Regions from separate parts of the Sus scrofa genome. Here region 2 is linked to region 1. A link is a contact called in public promoter capture Hi-C data. All regions are on one chromosome and are shown on one strand. Each heading gives the region's core, a stretch centred on a gene start, on an enhancer-like site or on the middle of the called end of the contact. The rest is flanking DNA. Distances are from core to core; before and after follow the strand shown. Region 1 holds the start of LSP1 (lymphocyte-specific protein 1). Region 2 holds the start of TH (tyrosine 3-monooxygenase).

Evidence for each region. Promoter capture Hi-C pulls out the DNA fragments that hold promoters and counts their contacts.
Region 2: a promoter capture Hi-C map of fetal liver shows a contact between it and region 1, with 2.7 times the contacts expected there. The contact joins the enhancer-like site here to the promoter of LSP1 in region 1. A contact is called at or near these places in 3 of 5 promoter capture datasets (fetal liver, fetal skeletal muscle and liver) and 2 of 47 Hi-C or Micro-C datasets (omental adipose tissue and subcutaneous adipose tissue).

Annotation. Positions count from the first base shown.
Region 1 is chr2:1,258,362-1,264,426 of Sscrofa11.1, reverse strand. It overlaps LSP1 (lymphocyte-specific protein 1), which reads right to left and starts at 2,470. Exons shown (of 11, transcript XM_021082603.1): 1 at 2,246-2,470. The coding sequence starts at 2,313.
Region 2 is chr2:1,505,669-1,511,733 of Sscrofa11.1, reverse strand. TH (tyrosine 3-monooxygenase) reads left to right here and starts at 5,554. Exons shown (of 13, transcript XM_021085452.1): 1 at 5,554-5,683. The coding sequence starts at 5,594. Within about 2 kb of position 2,728, at least 10 of the 83 cell types and tissues checked have an H3K27ac peak or open chromatin away from gene starts, as enhancers often do. A contact at or near this core is called in fetal liver and liver, where this site is marked.

The sequences.
Region 1 (6,065 bases), core at 1,221-3,720:
AGGGCTCTGGGGGGGGGGGGTCAGGGTGCCTGGGGGCATCCGAGGGCCTGGGGCAGTCTGAGGGGCTGGCCCACCTGGCCAGGTGGAGGGGCACAGCCTGCCCTGGGTCCGGAGACCCAGACGCGTCCGCCCCCCTCCTGCCCCGGGGCAGCGTGCCCAGGGCTGGGGTGGGTGTCCTGGGCTCCACGCCAGCCCCAGTAGGCCCTGCTCATTCCTGGCCGTCTCGGGGGCCCCAGGTGGGACTTCCCAGGCCGCAGGTCCCTGCCTGGGCATCGGGGATGTCTCCCCCACCTTTCTACCCAGGAAATTCCCCACTTCTCTTAGTCACCTTGTGAAACGAGAACCCTGCCCGCCCTGGGTCTCAGTTTCATTCTGAAAGGTCAGTGCCGCGCCCCGCACCGTGGGGTGAGGTCGGGGTGTAGGGGGGAGGCACCAGGCTCCAGGGGCCAGGGGTGCATCTGGCCGGCTCTCCAGGCAAGCTCCAGACGCACCCTGCAGGTGCAGCCCGAGCCCCCAGGACAGGCACCAGCCACCCGCCTGGACCTGGGCTGGTGACCGTGCCTGCCACCGCCTGCTCTGTCTCCTGGGCATGTGCGACAGCTGGTAGGGGTGGGGGCAAGGATGCGGCCAAGGCAGGGGAAGGCCTGGCCAGGCTCCTCAAGTCGTGCCCTATTATGGGCAGGAAATGACTGGAGGGGCCCAGGGCTCAGACGGCGCTGACGTGAGGCGCCATTTCTGAGCAAGGACACAGCTGTTGCCCAGTCACCTGCTGCACATGAAGTGACCTGCCTGCCTGGGAGGACGAGGCCACCTCCTTGGGGCCCACAGCCCGGCCGTGCTGCCCTCCCTCCCACTCAGCCCCCGACAACCCTTAGGGGGCACACTCAGCCCAACCAAACCCCAACTGCCCAGCCGCTGCCCGGCCTCCCCCTCCCCGGCACTCAGCCCTGCATCCCCCACACCAGTGCCCCACAGGGGATACAGCAAGAAGAGGGCCTCCCACCCCAGCCTCTCACACGCACGCAGGCACACACACAGCACACACGCAGGGACACAGGCACACAGAGCCATGCACACAGGGACACACACAGCACACACAGAGGCACACACATGTGCACACACAGAGGCACACACACACACACCCCTCCCCCCGCAGGCACCTGCATCCTTCCCCTAGACATCACAGAGTCAAGGACCTCCGGCAGAAGAGCTGGGGTCAGAATCCACTTTTCAAGTCAACTCCGAGGCTGTGCGGAGCCCTCCCCACATGGCCGCTCAGGCGGGGGTCCTGGTGCGTCCCCCCTCCCCCAGCAGCAGCTCTGGGGCAGGTGGGAGTCGGCCCTGGGTGGCCCGTCTCCATCCTGTGGGTGTCTCACCCCTCCCTCCGGTCTTGGGGCCCCTGCTGCTTCCCTTCCATCGCCTGGGCAGCAGCGCCCCCGTCCTGCTCCGGGGCCGGCGGCCTCTCTCTCCAGAGGGCTCCACATCCCTGTCACGACATCTGTCCATCCCCAAGTCCAGCTCCGCCCAGGGCGAGGCTCAGCCTGGGCACCTGCCCATCGCCAGCCCTTCCTCCAGCCAGAGACCGGTCCCTCTGCCCCTGCACAGGCTCGCAGAGGCTTCCCGAGGAGGCCTGGGTCACACAGTTTCTCTGCCCAGCTCTGGCCGTGGCCACACAGGTGACCCTTTTCACTGGCCACCCACACATGGCCTCAGCTGATGTCCACTCGCGTCCCGCAGCCGACCAGCTGTGCCCGCCCGCGCTCCGCGCCTGCCCTCCTCCTCGGCCTCCGCCCTCACTGCTGGGAGGGCAGCCTGGGGGAGGGGCCAGCTGGGCCCCAAGCACAGGCTTTGAGGGTCCCGAGGCCACGGGTCTGCTCTTGGCCAGGCTTCCCCAGCTTCAGCCCTGTCTGCCCAAGGCCTGGCCTCTTCCCCGGGTGTCCAGGCTGTGTCCTGGGCTCCCTACCAGGCGTCCCGGCCTCTTTGTCCTGGGTGTGCACCCCACTAGCTGGTGGGGAGCCCGGCCTCTCCCAGGGAGGCCCAGATGCAGGGGCAGACAGAGGAGACCTCTCCCCGGCCTGGGGTGAGACAGGGTGCCAAGACGGGGCCCTGCAGCCTGCGTGCCTCCCCTGAGCCCCTGGGGTGCCGTCGAGGGACCTCTGGTTTGCGCATCCCTCCCCCGCCCCCAGGGTAATTACAGAGACCGCGGCAGAAGGCGGCCTGCCCGAGGCCTGGCCGAGGGCCTTACCCTGAGCCTTCTTCCACCAGCAGCTCCTGCTGCTCCTCAGAGTCGGGGTGGCTGGGCGCCTCCGCCATGGGCTCGGCGTCCGGCGGGCCTCGGCCTTGCGTGTGCACTGCGGCTCGCGGCGCTTCCTGGGGCGGCGGGCCGGGCCCCACCCCCAGCAGGTTTCACTTCCCTCTTCCGCAGCAGGTTGACGTTTGGACCATCTTGGGGCTTGGGCTGGGGTGTTGTTTTCTAATCTGTTGCTGCAACAGGAGAGGAAAAAAAAAAACAAAAAACCAGCCATCAGGAAGCATTAGGCAAGTCGCCGGGGCCTGGAGGGCAGAGAGGGACCTTACAGAGGCAGGGTTGGGGGACCCGCACCGCGAGCCCCCCCACGCTCCTCCAGGGTCCCTGTGGCCCCAGCCTCAGAGTCCACCCGTGTGAAGCAGGTAGAGTCCCAAGCACAGGACACTGTCTTGGCCCCATAGCCTCAGCATTAAGCATGGCGGCCTCCCCAGTGGCGGTGTTCTGGGAGGGCTCCCCAGGCGGTGGGCGGGTACCCAGCCCCCCTCGCAGGTCCCTGCTCTCTGGGCGATTTCTGGGGCCCAGCATGAGCAGCCCCCCACCTGCAGGCCTCACCTCCATTCTTAGCGCTCTCTTTACTCTTTGCAACTGTTGGGGTCCCTGGCCTTTCCTCTGTCCCTCGACTTTGCCACCCCCCGCCCCCTGCCCCCTGCCCCCTGCCATGCTCAAGCAGCTCAGAACTGACCACACGGGTGGTTGGTCCCCAGGCTCTGGAGGGCAGGGGCCCAGGAGCTCCCCAGGAGGCACCAGCAGGATGGGGGACAGATGGAGGCCATTTCGTGCTGCGTGGCCCCCCACTCTGGGAGCGGCCGGACCAGGGGCTGGGAAATCGGGAAGGGGAGATGGGCCGTTGGGGGGCCAGAACCCAAAGCTGGGGGCCCTGAGTTGTCACCCTTAATTCAAGCTGGGGGCAGCCGTGGAAGTAGCAAGATGCAGGTTAATACCCAGGCACATGAGCAGGGAAGGGGGAGGCCGGCCAGCCTGCCAAGCCCTGGCCCGCAGTGGGCCTGAGGCCACCCGGAAGGAGGCCCTGAGGCCCAGGGCAGTTTGTCCATCAGGATGAGCCCCACCTGGGGACAAGCCGACCTGGGAGGTGACAAGCCCCTCTTCCCTGACCACAGGCACCAAGGAGCCTTCGGCTCACCCTGCAGGAGAAGCTTGGACGGCCAGGCCAGGCTGCATCCAGGCCACAGAGGGGCCCCTCGGGCCTTGTCCCATGAGCTCGGGTTTGCTGCCCCTTCTACGGTTCCTCGGGCCACCCGCTGTCCAGCTCGGACATGGGGTTGGACGTCCAGCCGGGCGGGGCCGGCATCTCCAGGCATCCGGTCAGCGGGTGCGACCTGGGTCCACCTGCCGTCCAGGACCGTCCTCTGGCTTTGGGTGAGGTCAGCCCAGCATCACAGCTGGGAAGTTCCGGGGCCTCACGGGGTGGGGGAGAACAGGCAGGGGCTGGGTGGGCTGGGTGGCCTGGGTGCCCCCGCCCCACGGGTGAGGCCCCGTGTGAGACGAAAATTGGGGACCTCTGGTTCAGAAGCTATTAGGAATTCCAAGAGGGAGTCAGTGGGGCCTGAAGCCAGGTGTGGGGCCTTCCAGGCCCGCAGAGCAGGCTCTGCCTGAAGGGTAAACTCCGAGGCCCTGGACGGGCCTCGAAGGCCTAGCCCGCCCGGCCAAGCACCTTTCCGCTCTCCTCCTGAGCCCTGCAGACGCCCGCCTGATCCCGGGCTCGAAGCCGCGCCTCTCTCCCCGGGCCCATGGTCACATCCTCCCAGACCCAGAAGCCCCTGGTCCTCCTGTTATGAGTGAACTGTGTTCCCCAAACGCACAGGCTGTCCCATCGCCTCAGAACGCAACCTTATTTGGAAACAGGGGTCGAGGCAGAAGTCCCGAGGGGAGACGAGGCCACTGGGTGGACCCTGAGCCGGCGTGACTGCCGCGCTTATGAAAAGGGGAAACCTGGAGACAGACGTGCGTGCGGGAGACGCCGCGGGAGGATGGAGGCAAGATGGGGCGGTGCTTCTGCAAACCAAAGATCCCCAGGAAACCACCAGAAGCCGGGGGAGGGGCCCGGAGCGGCCTCTCCCTCCTGCGACACCTGGGCCCACTTCCGGCCTCCAGGGCCGCGAGGCCTGAGCAGCGGCTGTTCCAACCGGCCGTCTGTGGGGCTTTGCTGTGGCTGCCCCGTGACCCTGAAACCCTCCCTCCTGCTGTGGGTCCTGCAAAGAGCCAAAGAGTTGGGGATGCCCGTTCTCCAAGAGCACAGATGGCAGCGTGTGGCGGCCACGCCCCAGGGAGCTCCAGGGGACCCGAGGGCCCCAGGGAGCTCAGATGCAGCTCGCATGGTCACCCCGGGGCTCCCCCCTCATCCTCACCCGCCGCTTCTCAGAGGAATCGTCCGCTCTCGGTCTGGCCCCGTCCCCCCTCCGCCAAGTTCCAGCGCCTGAGCTGAGGTTCGGTTCTCCCCAGACCCCAGGGCCGTCTCGCTGCCGTCTCCAGCCTCCCCGCCGCCACCTGCCCCAATTTAACCTGCGACCCAAAGACTCTTACACCTGAGAACCAAACAGCGCCCCCCGGCCCCGCCTGTCTCACAGGGCCCCGCCTCTCCCTCCGGTCGGCGTGGACCAGCAGGCATGGGCCGAGCCTGAGGCATCGCTGGGAGAGCCAGCACCCATCCAGCTGCGCAGGGCACGGCGAGGGCCCCTGTGCCCCGCTGGGCGGCAGCTGGAGCAGAGCAGGGCCTTCCTCGGGGGCACCCAGGGCCCCCCCAGGAAGCAGGCACGCACCCTTGGCCTCCGTCACTTGAACTTCAGGGCGGCCCTTGGAAGGGCGGAGACCACTTCATCCCCGCCTTGGGCCCAGGCCCGGTGCCACGTCCAGCGACACAGCAACGAGCTGACCGGAGGCCAGGACGAAGAAAGCTCTGCGGGAGGACAGCCGGGCGCTTCCAGCCCTGGGCTCAGAGCTGAGGGGCGCAGGCCTGGGGCGCTGCGAGGAGGTCTGCGCAAGGCAGACGGGGACAGAGGGACAAGAGACACACAGACTCTGGGCTGCCTGTAGGACATTAAGGTGGACAGTCCAGGGGCAGCTGGGTCCAAGGACAGGTGGCCTCAACAGGGAGAGTGGTGTCGGGACCCCAGCCTTGAGCGACACTGGGTGACCGGATGCTGGGGGTGGGGTGGGAGAGAGTGGGAGGAGTCAGGAACAGGGAAAGGTGGGCACCAAGAGGCCAGGCCGGAGGAGAGGCCTGTCCGAAGGGCTGTGGCACTGAGGGTTCCCGTCGGCCAGCAGAGGCCTGAGACCGGCGGGCAGCGGGAAGAGGGTGGGTGGCCAAGGGTTGGAACGCGGAGCGATCTGGGGGCTAGCCGGGGTCCCTGCGGGTTGGGAAAGGCAGACAGAGGACGAGGGCACCTGGGGGACCCAGGAGGGAAACGCTGAGGGTCTGAAGATAACGACGGAGCCGCCTGGGGAGCGCGCAGGGCCACGGCCTCGTGGTGTCCCCACCAATTCCCAGGTTCTGCGACCTTGTTAAGAAATAGGGTCTCTGGAGTTCCCTGGTGGCTCAGCGGACTAAAGACCCAGCATTGTCCCTGCTGCGGCGCAGGCTGGGTCCCTGGCCCGGGAATTCTGCTTGTTGCTGGCGTGGCCAAAAAAAAAAGGAAGAGCAACTTTGCAGATGATCAAGATGAGGTCGCCGGGGTGGGACCCTAATCCTATATAACGGGTGTCCTTAGAGGAAGAGGTCGGGACACAGGCACGCACAGAG
Region 2 (6,065 bases), core at 1,479-3,978, 250 kb before region 1:
CACGCAGGCGGCAGCGGCTCAGCTGGACGCGTTATATTATCAAACCCAAGCTGAGACCAAGGTGGGCCAACGCGGGCTCGGCTGAGCTCATCCTGGGCCCCAAAGTCATCAAAAACCAGTCACGGCAAATAAGCCCTGTCTAAATATCACGGCCAGCCGGGTCTGCAGCGGGCGGCCTGGAAATGTCAGTGGGGGCGGGGCTCCTCCGAGCCCAGGCTTGGGGGGCGCATCTGCCACGGCTGTGCCCGCGGCCCCTCCTGCCCGAGACCTGGCACCTGGGCAGAGGCCCCCAAGGATTACAGCGGCTGGGGGGCCCTTGGGGGGTCCTTCTTTCAGCTCCACTGGTTCCCACGATAGGGTGTTGGATTGGGGGGGGCAGAATGGGGGAGGGTGGCTCGGCTGGGAGGAGGGGAACACACAACTGGGTCCAGAGCAGGAGCCCAGAGTTGGGGGGGACAGTGGCAGGGAGCTGCAGGGAGAAAGCTGCCCTGGCCAGGGCGGCCCCATCCAGGCTCCGGTCATTGATCTCACACCTGCAATTTCTCCCTGAGCCTTGGGCCCTGCCCTGCCCAGGCTCAGACCTCCATCTGCAGGTCTGTCCTGGTCCCCAGCTCAGGGCACTCGAGCCAGGCTGAGCCAGACGTGTCTCCAGAGATCAGAAGGAGGGAAAATTCAGATGCGGCTGGTCACTGAGTCCCCTGCAGGCTCAGGGCTTCCTGGAACCCCCTGTTCTGGAAATGTCAGCGAGTGAGGCAGGGTGGGGCCTCACTGAAGCAGAAGCGGGGGCGGGGGGCTGTGTGGGAGGGAAGGATGGGGGGGTCAGACTCAGAGGGGGCCTCAGTCCCGGGCAGCCGCCGAATCCCAGCCTGGCTGTAGGAAGCCCTGCAGAGGCTTCTATAGACCCGGGGGCACAGCCGGACCAGCCCTGCTTGGCACCCAGCGGGCAGGGCCGAGGAGGGCCCAGCCTGGAACCAGAGCCTGAAGCAAAGCTGGGGTGCTTGCTGCCCAGATGTCCAGCTGAGAGGTTCAGCGGAACCACAGCGAGCAGAGCGAGGCTGTCCCATGTTGTGGCCCCTATGCTTCTGCGAAAGCAGTCCAGGGCCACAGCGAGGGCACAGCCGGGTGCCGGAAGCCAGGCTCCCGCATGGGATGTGAAGGCGGCCTCTGCGGGGATGCGGGATGAGGCCACCCTGGGCCGTCCAGGGCCCTTGGTGCCCAGAGCAGCCGCAGGGACAGGTGACCAGGCTGGGGCTCCAGGCTAGGCAGGGACCTGCTCTTGCAATTAGACCTGATTGCCGTCAAAGCTCAGCTGCCCGGGGTGACTAACGAGAGCTGATTGTGGCTTTTATTGCTTTTCTCCGGCTAATTTGTCAGAAGACTAAAAGGGCCGGGGGAAGGGGTGGGAGGCTGGCTGCGTCACCAGCATGGGGGCAAGGCAGGCGGGTCTGGAGGGCACCCCAGGACCCTGGGGCCATAGCCGAGACCTCCTACAAGGGTCTGGGGGGACATGGAGCCAGGGGGCACCGGGGCAGTCCCACCATGGTGGGTCAGACCTTCTACATCCCTGCTGTGCACCACATGCACGGGCTTGCCCCCCCCCCCACGTACACACACACACACACACACACACACACACACACGTACACACGCACACGCGTGCACACACACACACACACAGACCAATACAGCTGCAGGTGCAGCTCCCATGGTGCCGAACCAGCATAGCACCCGCGGCACGGCCAGGGGTGCCCTTGGCGACCTCAGCATCTCCCCAGACCTGCGTGTTCGGGCACCTGTTAAGGGGCGGTGGGAGGGGGGGCACAGCCCGCCTGGCCCGCTCTCTGCTGCCGCCTGACTTCTAAACACCCAATTATCCCTGAGTGCCTGGAATCGACCGGTGGGGTGGCCAGCTCCGGGCCCTCGGCTCGTGGATCCCCTCCGCCGGCCTCCCCGCCGCTCCCTCCCTCGGCCTCGTTAGGGCTAATTGCTGTGACATTTCAGCTCTGACAGGCCCACACGTCAGGGCCACGCGGGTCTCCTCCCAGCCGGGGGAGGGGCCGGGCGGCTTTGTCCCGCGCCCGTCCTGAGACTCAGGGTGTCGCAGGCACAGGCCTGGGGCCCAGGCTGGGTGAGGCTGGAGGCAGGTGGCCCAGGCGGGGCCCTGTCCCCGGTCCCCTGGCTGTGAGCTCTGTGGGGCCTGTCCCAGGCAGAGGGTGGGACGCAGGCCTCACGGTCCCGGCAGATCCTGGGACCACAGGGGCCCGGGATGGCCCAGGCAGCCTGACGCCCTGGAAGCCCCAGGTTCTCGGAGGTGTGTGTCTGTGTCCCTGTGCCTCTCCCAGGGCACACGGTGACAGTAGCAAAGGCCACCCTGATCACGCCTCGGAAGCGACCTTTGACCCCAGCTTGCTGGGAGAAGTTTTGCTGACTGCTTTCTTTTGGTTTTGGACAGTACGGCCCTGAGGCGCCAGGGATGGGGACGCCAAGGCAGTGCCCTGCTCGGGCACCCTCATCTCTGGGCCACTCCCAGCCTTGGGCCTGGCTCTGGAGAGGAGAGCCAGGGCTGGGGTCCCACTCGGGGGACCCCCTGAGGCCTCGGAAGGGGCCACGAGGTCAGGAAGAAGGTAGAAGCTGCATGCTGCTTGCTCTGCCCTGCCCTGCCCCATGCCAGGCGGGGCCCCATGCCAGGAGCGGGCGCTGTCATTATGGGCTATTAAGGCCTCGGAGGCCCTTGCCTGCTGAGAGCAAACGATCCCGCTCGGCGCCTCCTCCGTGCCTGGCGAGGCGGCTGGAGTTGTGCAGCCCGACTGCGGGGTGGGGGCTGCTTGGGGCGGAGGCCCTGCGGGGAGGTGGGGCCGTGAGGCCCGGAGCAGGGGAAGGACAGCAGGGGTTGAGGGGGCCCTGGCGGCGGGGCCTGGCCCTCCCTCCGTCCCCCCAGTCCCAGCCCGCGGGGCTCGGCCCCCAGGGGACCATGTCCAGGCCGCAGGGACATGGCCTGACCTTCCCCCAGAACCCCCACCAGCCCGTCCCTCCGTGGGGTCTCTGCCTGCCCAGACAGCCTCTGTTAGACTTTCCCCTTGAGCCCTCGGCCCCTGGGGATGGACGCCAGTGGGTCCTTGAAAGAGCCACGTCTCAGGAGGCGGGAAGCAGGCTCAACACGCACCACGTGACCCAAAGAAATCAGTCACCTCGGCCTTTCCACCTGCGGAATGGGTACACGAAGGCCCTTCTGAGGGGCAGGCCCTGCCGTCACCCCAGGAGGCCCAGGCTAGGGGTACCCACAGGCAGGAAGGGGCCCGGGGTGCAGAACCAGAGGAGAGGGGCTTGGAAGGGGGCAGACGTGGGGGCCCCAGGTCCCGCCCTCTGGGCTGGAGGGGGGTAGGGCCAAAGGAGAGGGGGCTGTCTCTGCCCCGGGGGCCCCAGACTCGGGCCAGGGCCGGCCAGCCCTGGAGCGGTGGTGTGGGCCTCCCTTCCCAGGACGATGGGCAGGGGGACACAGGATCAGGTGACTGAGGCCAGCGCTGGCCTCTGCAGCCTGTGCCCAAGCTTCCTGCCCTCAGCACTGGCCGGGGGCTCCCTTGGGGGTGGGGGCCAGGGCAGGTTCAGCAAGCCAGCTCCCCGCAGCTCCCGGGCAGACTCACCGGCTCAGGGAGGCAGAGGATTAGAAACAATATTTGTACCGGCAGAGACATTTGCGAAAAGGTTAAATCCACACCCAATCCATATCCTGTGCATATGCGGTACTTGCGGATGTGTCACCCCCCTGCCTTGGGCCCCCCTGAGCAAATGATCCGGCCACTGCACGGCTGGGCCACATTACCGAGGGTTCCCCAGAGGCGACGCGAGAGAGCCCCGAGGGCTTCCGGGGGACAGGGGGCCGTCCAGGGCTGCAGCAGGCCTGATGTTGGGCGTGGAGGCAGGGCCACCTCTGGGGACACTTCAGGGACTTGGGCAGGCTGGCTGTGGCCTGGGGTGGTGGAAGCCACAGCCCTCCGTGTCAGCCCGGGAAGGCAGAGCCCAGCTCTGAGGTCTCTGGCAGATCCTTTGAGTGCCGTGTGGGGCAGACAGCCCTGTGGTGCTTCCCGGGCCAGGCCCTGGGGGCAGGGGCCACTGAGACAGGTTCTCCAGGACCCCAGAGTCCAGGAGATGAGACAGGCCATGGCCAATACCAGCAGGTTCCTGTCCTCAGGGAGTTTGCAGAGGGGAGGAAAGCCAGGAGAGTGGAGGAGGGGGCGGTTAATATCAGGGGCAAGACAGGGTGGGCATTGCAGAGTGCAAGTTAACCGAGCTGGTTCTGTGGGATGAATAGGAGTTCGCCAGGAGAAGGGACCGAGGAATGGTATTTCAAACTGGGTGTCATGGAGCCCCAAACCCTCCCAGAGCAGGAAATAGGAATAGTCAGGGGTGAGATCAGCAGGGGGAGGTGAGGGGGGATCCCTCGGGCTGCTTCCAGGGGGCCTTGGGGAGCCATAGAATGCTATGGAGCAAGAGAGTGCTATGGTCAGACGACTTTGGGGGAAGGTCTGGGAGAAGAGGGGTGACTGGCCACTGTGATAAAGAGTGGGCGCTTCCTTGAGATAACACGGTGGGCAGCCGAGGTGGACCTGTGCAGGTGGAGAAGGCCTCCTGCCGCGGCCAGTACGTGGCTCTGGGCTGCCGGACACGAGAAAGCCCACCTCCACGGCTGCCTCCAGGCGGCCCTTCCTCTCTTCACACCGCCGGGCCATGCCCAGGTGCAGGTGCCATCAGAGGGTGCTCAAGAGAAGCTCTGGGCTGGGGTTGTCCCAGGTCCCGGAAGCCCCGTGTCCCAGGGGCCACCTGAGGAAGCGTGGGCGCACAGAGACTGTCCCTCGGTGCTCAGAGAGGGTCCCGTCCCCACGGCAACGACGCCCAAGGCGGAGGTGGTCAGAGGTCTTGGGAGGGAGGATGGCCGCGCAGGAGGCGGCGGGACACCTGTCAGGGACGCCCCTGTCCCCGGCGCCCGCCATCCTCCTCCACGCTGGCGACGGGCCCTTCGGGAACACGCTGGGCCCCGCTGCACGCACCTGGGGTTCGGGGCCAGGGGCCTGAGGGGCAGCGGCGATAGCACTCCCGCTGAGGGCGTGTGGTGGAAACCCGCCTCGGGGCCCTGCCGGGAGATGTGGTGAAGTGGAGAATCTTCTGGAAAAGCAAACTGTCTCCCGACCTCTGAGGGCTGAGTCTGGATTTCTGGACCAACCGCCACCAACGTTCGGGGCTTTGCGCCCAGACACCAGCTTTCCATGTACCCCCATCACCCTGCGTGGGCATGGGCTGGGGGCGAGGGCACAGCACGCCCGCCGGAGCCGCGATGATTCAGACGGAGGGCCGGCCGCCTGCCTGGGTGCCTGCGACAGGAGATGCAATTAGATTTAATGGGACAGAGCCCTTTCTCCCGCGCCTCCTGCTCCTCGCCCACCCCGCCTCCCTCAGGCGGCAGCGGCAGGAGAGGGACGCGGAGGAGGTGGGAGGTGGGAGGTGGGGGACCCAGGGGGGCTTTGACGTCAGCTCAGCCTATAAAAGGCCGCCTGGCAGAGGGCTGTGTAGACGAGCCAGGACCGGACCGCGCCGCACCATGCCCACCCCCAGCGCTGCCCCGCCGCAGGCCAAGGGCTTCCGCAGGGCCGTCTCCGAGCTGGACGCCAAGCAGGCCGAGGCCATCATGGTAAGAGGGCAGCTGCTGCCCGCGGGCGAGAACGACCCAGAACCCCACGGTCCACTTGGACACCCTGGGCCCAGGCTTGGAGTCCAGTCCTGGCCCGGAGCCCCGCCCCTCCCGGGTGGGCCACCCCGTCCCTGGGTGTTCGAATCTCTGCGGATGGGTCGGGCTGGACCCAGTGTGTGTGTGATAGGGTCGCAGGCCTGCGGCAGCTCCTGGTGGGGTGCAGGGCGAGCAGGGCTGCGGGGGCGACAGTTCTGCTGAGCTGATGGGGGGTCTGGGCTCCAGGGCTATTTCATCCACCCACCTGCCTGTCCATCCATCCACCCACCTGTCTTGAAATCCACCCCCCCTGCCCAGTAACCCTGGGCCTCCCTGCCCACCCAGG